Regions from separate parts of the Hordeum vulgare genome. Here region 2 is linked to region 1. A link is a contact called in public Hi-C data. All regions are on one chromosome and are shown on one strand. The core of a region is the stretch at or near the end of the contact, and the rest is flanking DNA. Distances in the headings are between cores, read along the strand shown.

Evidence for each region. Hi-C and Micro-C count contacts between places; a contact is called where the count stands out from the background.
Region 2: a Hi-C map of leaf shows a contact between it and region 1, with 8 times the contacts expected there. The contact joins the promoter of LOC123444398 here to the promoter of LOC123444397 in region 1. A contact is called at or near these places in 4 of 6 Hi-C or Micro-C datasets (leaf and seedling) and 1 of 1 datasets of contacts at active chromatin or transcription factors (embryo).

What each region holds. Positions count from the first base shown.
Region 1 is chr3H:484,270,115-484,273,591 of MorexV3_pseudomolecules_assembly, forward strand. LOC123444397 (putative RNA-binding protein YlmH) reads left to right here and starts at 1,800. Exons shown (of 11, transcript XM_045121096.1): 1 at 1,800-2,275; 2 at 3,014-3,145; 3 at 3,262-3,335; 4 at 3,402-3,477. The coding sequence starts at 2,231. LOC123444396 (pentatricopeptide repeat-containing protein At2g27800, mitochondrial-like) reads right to left here and starts at 1,359. Exons shown (of 1, transcript XM_045121095.1): 1 at 1-1,359. The coding sequence starts at 1,315. The coding sequence ends at 134.
Region 2 is chr3H:484,785,114-484,788,590 of MorexV3_pseudomolecules_assembly, forward strand. It overlaps LOC123444398 (dynamin-related protein 5A), which reads right to left and starts at 1,622. Exons shown (of 8, transcript XM_045121098.1): 1 at 1,160-1,622; 2 at 839-1,030; 3 at 534-740; 4 at 1-344. The coding sequence starts at 1,534.

The DNA of each region.
Region 1 (3,477 bases), core at 550-3,049:
AATACGAGGAGTAGGAATTTAGCCAGTACTAACTTGGTTTATTCCTCGTCTCTTTCATTCTAGCATGTGTTTACAAGACGTCTTGTTCGCGCGTGGTGGTAATCAGCACCGCCAGCGGAACACTCTGACTCTGTTAACCACTTTGTCGTCGCCGCCGATCACCACCTCTCGTGCTCTCGTCAGCATCCATGCCATCGTCGCCGTACTCGTCGTCCTGGATCGAGGCCAGGAGCTCTCGCCGCTCGGCGACTCTGAGCATGCCCATCTCCTCCATCTCCCCGACCACTCTTTCAGCGTCCTCCCTCTTCCCGGCCCTCCCGAGCTCCTCCACCACGGCCCTCCTCGTGATATGGTCCACCACCGCCCCCGCCCTGGCCATGTCCCACATCACCCGCTCGGCCTCCGCGGCCTCCCCGGCCACCGCGAGCGCGCTGACGAACGCGTTGCAGGCCGGCTCCGTCGGCATCATCCCTTTGCCTCGCATTTCGTCGAACAGCTCCTCGGCGTTCCTCGTGCGGCCCTGCGCGCTTAGCCCGCGCACGAGGTAGCTGTATGTGAGGCCGTCGGGCTCGCAGCCGTAGACGGGCGCCATCTGGTGGAACACGCGCAGCGCGTCGTTGAGGTGCAGCGACTGCGCGTAGCCCCTGACGAGCACGTTGAGCGCCCGGGTGTCCGGCGGGAGGCCCTCCTCCAGCATCTGCCGGAACAGCGCCGAGACGGTGTCCATGTACATGTAGTGGACCATGGAGTCGTTGCCCCCGCACGACAACAGCGCGGTGAAGAGCGCGTGGTAGGTGTCGGCGGCGGGGCGCGCGGCCGGGTCGGCGGAGGAGCGCATCAGGGTGTAGACGTGGAACGCCTTGCCGAGCCTGCGGAACTCGCAGTAGAAGTAGAGGGCGGCCCTGAGGAGGGGCCCCGGGGACGGCAGCGAGGGGAGGAGGGAGAAGAAGAGGCCGCAGGTGCGGTCGAACTCGTGGTAGAGGCCGGCGGCGCCGAGGCGCTTGATGGCGACGAGGAAGGGCCCGGGGTCGGGCCGGAAGGTGGGCCGGCCGAGGGAGTGGGTGAGGAGCGGGAAGAGGAGGCGGAGGTCGGAGGTGGAGGCGAGGGAGGTTGCGAGGACGGCCGGGGTGAGGCGGGAGGGGAGGGAGGCCACGGCCGCGGAGACGGCGTCGGGTGACGGCGCCTGGCTGGGCGCGCGATGGCTGCGGCGGAAGCGGTGCGGGGTGCGGCGGGAGGAGGTGCCGAAGGGGAGGCGGTGGGAGAGGGAGGCGCCGGCGGGCGTGCTGCAGAGGATGCGACGGAGGAGCGTGCTCATCGCGGCGGCGGCGCGGCGGCGGGGATACTGCGATACCAGTACAGTCCACAGAGCCCACAAAGGGCCACAGACGGCATAACAGAACGGCACAACCCCCCCACCCGGTCAGGCAACCGCACGGTCACATCACATCACATCACAGAGCGCTCCTCAAAGCACAGGCGGCCTCGTCGGCTTGCAGAGAGGATGGCCGCCGCGGTCGCCTTGGCAAGCCCTCTCCGGCGACTCCTCCACCCCCCTTGCCTGCGCCGTGCTAACCCCACACCACTCCACTTCTTCGCGCGAGGTAAAGCCGTAAGCCATTGCCCGGTCGGCCTCATACTCTGATTGATTGAGCTGTTGTCTGAGGCTTGGCCGCCCATGCACAGGGCGGTGTGACGTGGCCCTTGCCGTCTCGGCGGCCGCAGTCGGAGATTCGTCTGCGAAGGGGAGCGTGCACAGGCATGTAACCGAGGAAGTCATGGGCATTCTGGATATGGTTATCTCCTTTTCTTTAATTCTACCACATTTGTATCTTTCCATTGAACTTCCGTCAGAGTCCAGATCGACGTGAATGAAACAGTTCTATTGAGTGTCCGAGGTTAGGTGGTTGATGATAGTGCGGATACTTGGCCTGTCGACGAACTGTGCCTCCATGGAATTTGAGACTTCTTCCCGCTATTCATGAGCTTCAGGTTGTGTTCTAATAGACTGATGCTTCATCTGTAAGACAGTACATGAAAATTAGGGGAGGTGAGATGTGCTTCGTGTTAACTGTTTCGCTATTGAAACGTGAAGAAAAAGTCAGTTAATTGTTCAATTGGTCTGTGAAAACATAACCTCTGAATCATTTTGACTGGTGCCTTTGTAAGAGGGGAATAAAATTGCTTCTTCCAAGGTACACCAAGTGGCAGGAGTTCTAGAATTGGTGAATGGATGTACATGCATGTAACAGAGGAAGTTATGCGCATTCTGGATATGGTTATCTCCTTTTCTTAATCCTAGCCACATTTATATTTTCCATTGGACTTCCGTCACAGTCCAGATCGATGTTAAAGTGAAACGGTTCTATTGAGTGTCCTGTTTGCTGAGATTAGATGGTTGATGATAGTGCGGATACTTGTCCCGTGGACGAATTTGAGATTTCTTCCCACTATTCATGAGCTTCAGCTTGTGTTCTAATAGGCTGATGCTTCCTCTCTAAGAGAGTATTTTTAGTACATGGAAATTATGGGAAATCAGATGTGCTTTGTGTTAGCTGTTCCGCTATTGAAGCATGAAGAAAAGGCTAATTAAATGACCATTTGGGGTGTGAAAACATACCCTTTGAATCATATATTCATATTGACTGGTGCCTTTGTAAGAAGAGAATAAAATTGCTCAAAATTGCTTCTTCCAAGGTATACCAAGTGGCAGGAGTTCTAGAACTAGTGAATAGATGTATACGGATAAGCTGCAGGGAGGAAATACAAATTTGATCCTGATATACTATAGTGTCGCATGATGCTTGAAATAGAACATAACATAACTGCCTTTTGCATATTAACAATGTACCATGAGGTTGCTACATGGCTTTTCAGTAAATTTGTTCTAGTACTAGCCCATTTCCAAGAGAAGGAATATCACCCTGTTTTATATTGAACAAGTTACTGGGGTTACCAGTTACATGAACATTAGTCCTTCAATTCATGAATTTGTACTGACATCAAGCGTGTGCAGGCACAAAGGGCTTCCCAACGAAGAGACGTCTTCCACACCAGTTTCCTTACGCCGCCTATCATAACGGAGGCTATGCTGGCAATTGAAAAGTTAGCCGATATCAAAGCAATAGCTCAGGGAGGCTATCCACAGGTGAAATTCAATACAATCAAAGGACTTGTTAATAGCTTATATTGACCTTTTTTTGCGAATAGTAGCTTATATTAACCTATATACCTTTTTTCTCTCATCTTCATATCCATCTATAGGCTGAGCGGTGCCGAATTTCAGTTGGACATCCAGATTCTATGAGAAATGACCCAGATGTAGTTGCTGCTTTGAGGTTTTGTCGAATTTATATTGTAGCCACTGCTATCTGTTATGTAAACTGACTTTTAGCCTTTCCCAGCATCTCCGGGAATTTTCGACTGGAACCCTGTTCTCATGGTGACTTTCTAGGTGCTATTCTTGGCGCAGGAATTACA
Region 2 (3,477 bases), core at 372-2,871, 510 kb after region 1:
AGTCTGGATAGGTCCATCGAGACATCACTGCATCTCTGCTCCAACAATGCTAGGGTGGCTGGAGCTGCTTCTTTGTACCTCTTCTGAAGTTCAGACTCCAGATACTTCCTGAGGCAGCTAAACCCAATGTACGGAGCAAACTTGTCTTCATTGAAACCCCCTTTCACACCATCACGCAAGTGTCGCAGCACATCAATATCTACCTGACATATTTGCCGCCGGAACTCGTCATTGGAGATGGTTCCTCGGTCCTTTGGAAGAGCCACAAAGAATGGGTGGATATTGTCCCCAAGGTAACCGCTTGCGCTCAGGTAGCTATCGACCTCCCACCTTTCGGTAAATTCCTTGAAATGATCAAAACAGGCAACAATATCGTAAGACACGATACCAATTTCATTTCAGTAAATTCCTTGAAATGATCAAAATAGGCGACAACATCATAAGACACAGTACCAATTTCATTTCACAATTTACAGTGAAGAAGCTATTGAACCTCACAGTGTACTGATTGTTCTGCAGGCTGGCAAGCATACCTTGAGTCGGTTGTCAAACTTGGAGATGACTATCATGGTGCGCCTGAAAGTGGGATCGATCTCTCTGATTGCATCGAGCCAGAGCGAAGAGCACCACTCGACGCTGCTCTGCTGGAGGAACAGAATGAGGCGGTGGGGCGGGCTCGCTAGTGTCTTCACCATCGACAGGATCTCCTCAGGCGTCCTCTCCGGCTCACCTTTCTTGGCCTACAGCGGTCAGGAATTCCATCAACCAGCTGACAAACAGACCAAACAACCACTGCACTTTGTTGGGAAGTGGAAGCCCACAATTCACCGCTGCCTACCTTAAGCACGAAACCTGGGGTGTCGATGATGGTGAGGTTGGGGCAGTGCGCGTACTCGGCCCTCATGACGATGGGCTTGGGCGAGACGGCGGCCTTGATCGTCCGTAGGTGCGACTCGGTGCGCTGCTTGATGAGGTCGGCTATGGCCGCGGCCTGCACCATGGGGTGGCCGTACTCCTCCGAGTCCTCCTCCTGCGATGCGCCGCACAACCCACGCTAATCAGCCGCTCGCACGCGTTTACCAGGAGCACCAGACTCGATCTGTGAGGGGAACGAAGGGGGGGAAACCCTAGAAGAGGTGAAGCGGGGCAGTGCACGCACCTGGAAGCGGCAGCGGGGATCGAGGGCGGTGGGGTCGTGGACCATCTGGAGGACGAGGGGGCGGCGGGTGCCCATCTCGACCTCCCGGACGTTGAAGCGGAAGCCGAGGAGCGCCTCCAGGAGCGAGCTCTTGCCGTCCGACTGGCCCCCTATCGCCACTATCTCCGGAATCGGGAGCTTCTCCCCGAACGCCACGGCCGCCGCCTGCAGCCGGTTGTAGGCCTCGAACCGGGCCTTGGTGTCCGACGCGGCGGCGGCCGCCGCCGCCGCGGCCGAGGCCGAATCCGCCACGGTTCGGCGGGCGGACGGGGAAGGGGTGGCCTTGGGGTTCGGCGTCCTGCCCGCCGCCGGAGAGAGGAGGGCGTTGGTCGCCATGGGTGGGGGAGCCAGTGGAAGCGGAGACGGCGGGGTTTGAATTTGAAATGCCGGAGAGGTGTGGGAAAGGGTTGCAGAGTACAGGCTGTAGTGCGAGACAGCGAGAGCCGTTTGGGATCGTGATATTTCTTTATATTATACAGGAGATGGGCCGATCTCGAATCGTGTCTTCGACGCCTCCTCGGCTCCTCCCTCCTGATCGCATCGAGGTCACGGGTCCAGCCCATCCAACCGTTGAAAGTGGACTTGTGTATTCAAGGTACAAGCCCAGTAGCCCACAAAGAACTATTACTCCCTAATCTCAACGCCGATCCCTAAATCAGGACACCGTACAGGTCTACGGACTGTATGGAACGGTTGAAACCAGTCCATAAACAATGATGCAAGAGCCAATCATCCAAAGATGTCTCTTAAATGTCCGCTCAAGTTTAATTATTTTGAATTCAAATCTGCCCGATCACGTAGCGTGCGCTGACCACAAACCAAAAAGAGACAAATATGCATAGATTTTACATGCCCGGTCATAAAAAATATCGTACCGGCATTCAATGCATAAAATAGATGTTTGCCTTGCCCGACCGGCAATCTAAGCCTCCACGCTCACTGTGTCGTTGCCGCCTTCTCGATCGTCCCTTTCTCTCCCTCTCGAGATAACCATTTGTGTGCTTCAATATCCTAAGACTGGCGGCTTTCATGATTAGTCTGGCATCATCATATAATTCCTCCATTTAAAAGGTCAATATCTTCGCATCCTCCAAAGTGGTGCAATCTTAATCTTCTTCTCATCGAGCATGGCTTTCTTCTCTCCAAGCTTGAGCTTTCTCTCGGTTGCCGCCATCGATATGGTAAACCTCTCGGCCTTACATGCCTCCTTGATGTCAGGGCTCTTGACAAATGCCTACTCCTTCTTCGCTAACATGTCCTTGTACCTCTCCATCATCTTGGTTGTCGCCCTTCTCGCTTCGCCTTCTCCTCCTCCCACTTCTTTCCTTGAAACACTCTTCTAACCTTTTTGGACGACTCTTTTGTTGGGTTGGTTTGATCACGTGTTTCTTTCTCGGTGTCCATGTCGACGGTCATGACGGAGTTAGCAATGAATACATTTCATTTGGGTTGCCCATTCAATTTCAACCAACAGGGCAAGACAACAAAGTTCTTCTTCTTCAACTTCATGAACAAATTGCATGCGCGAGAAGGCTAAAGAGTAAAACATTGTCAACAAGTTACATATCTGATTTGGCCAGGTGACCAAAATATAGAGCATATTCGTCCAACAAGTTACATATCCGAGCAACAATTTACATACCCGAGCAACAATTTACATACCCGCCCAAAATATCAACACATATGACAACCTACTTGCTCGGAGATTTGCGCACCACTTGGTCATTGTCCGATGAGTTGCTTCAAGTGGCAACAATACTTGGACACTGACTCTTGGATGATGTACCATCGGTGGTTTGAGAGAATTCACCCACGGTTGCGAATGAGTTCGTCGGCGTAGGGCTCGAAATGTTTGTGTTCGTGGAACCAAGTGTGAATGTAGGCCCAAAATGTTGAGCCTTTTTGCTCTTTATCATGGATTGGATCGATGGTAGTGGCCACCATACATGACACAACAACTCGTCCTCCCTCATGTTGAAGCTTTCTCCCCTATCCTTTTTCTTTGGATCAGTAGCAAATTGAGTCGGATCAAGGTCGTCATCGCCCTCCTCCTCCTCCTCCTGCTAGCCGGTGGCCAAATATAGCTATGTGTACGTGCCGACTACATGCCTGATTGGGTGTACGTGTCTGGCTGCGTGGACTCCGAGTCATCCAGTACGTATGAGACTTGATGTACGTGCCTGGATGCATGCCTGACTAGGTGTATGTGCCCGGTTGCATGGATTCTGAGTCATCCACCTACATGTCCTTGAAGCAGCCTCCACATCCACCTCAATGCC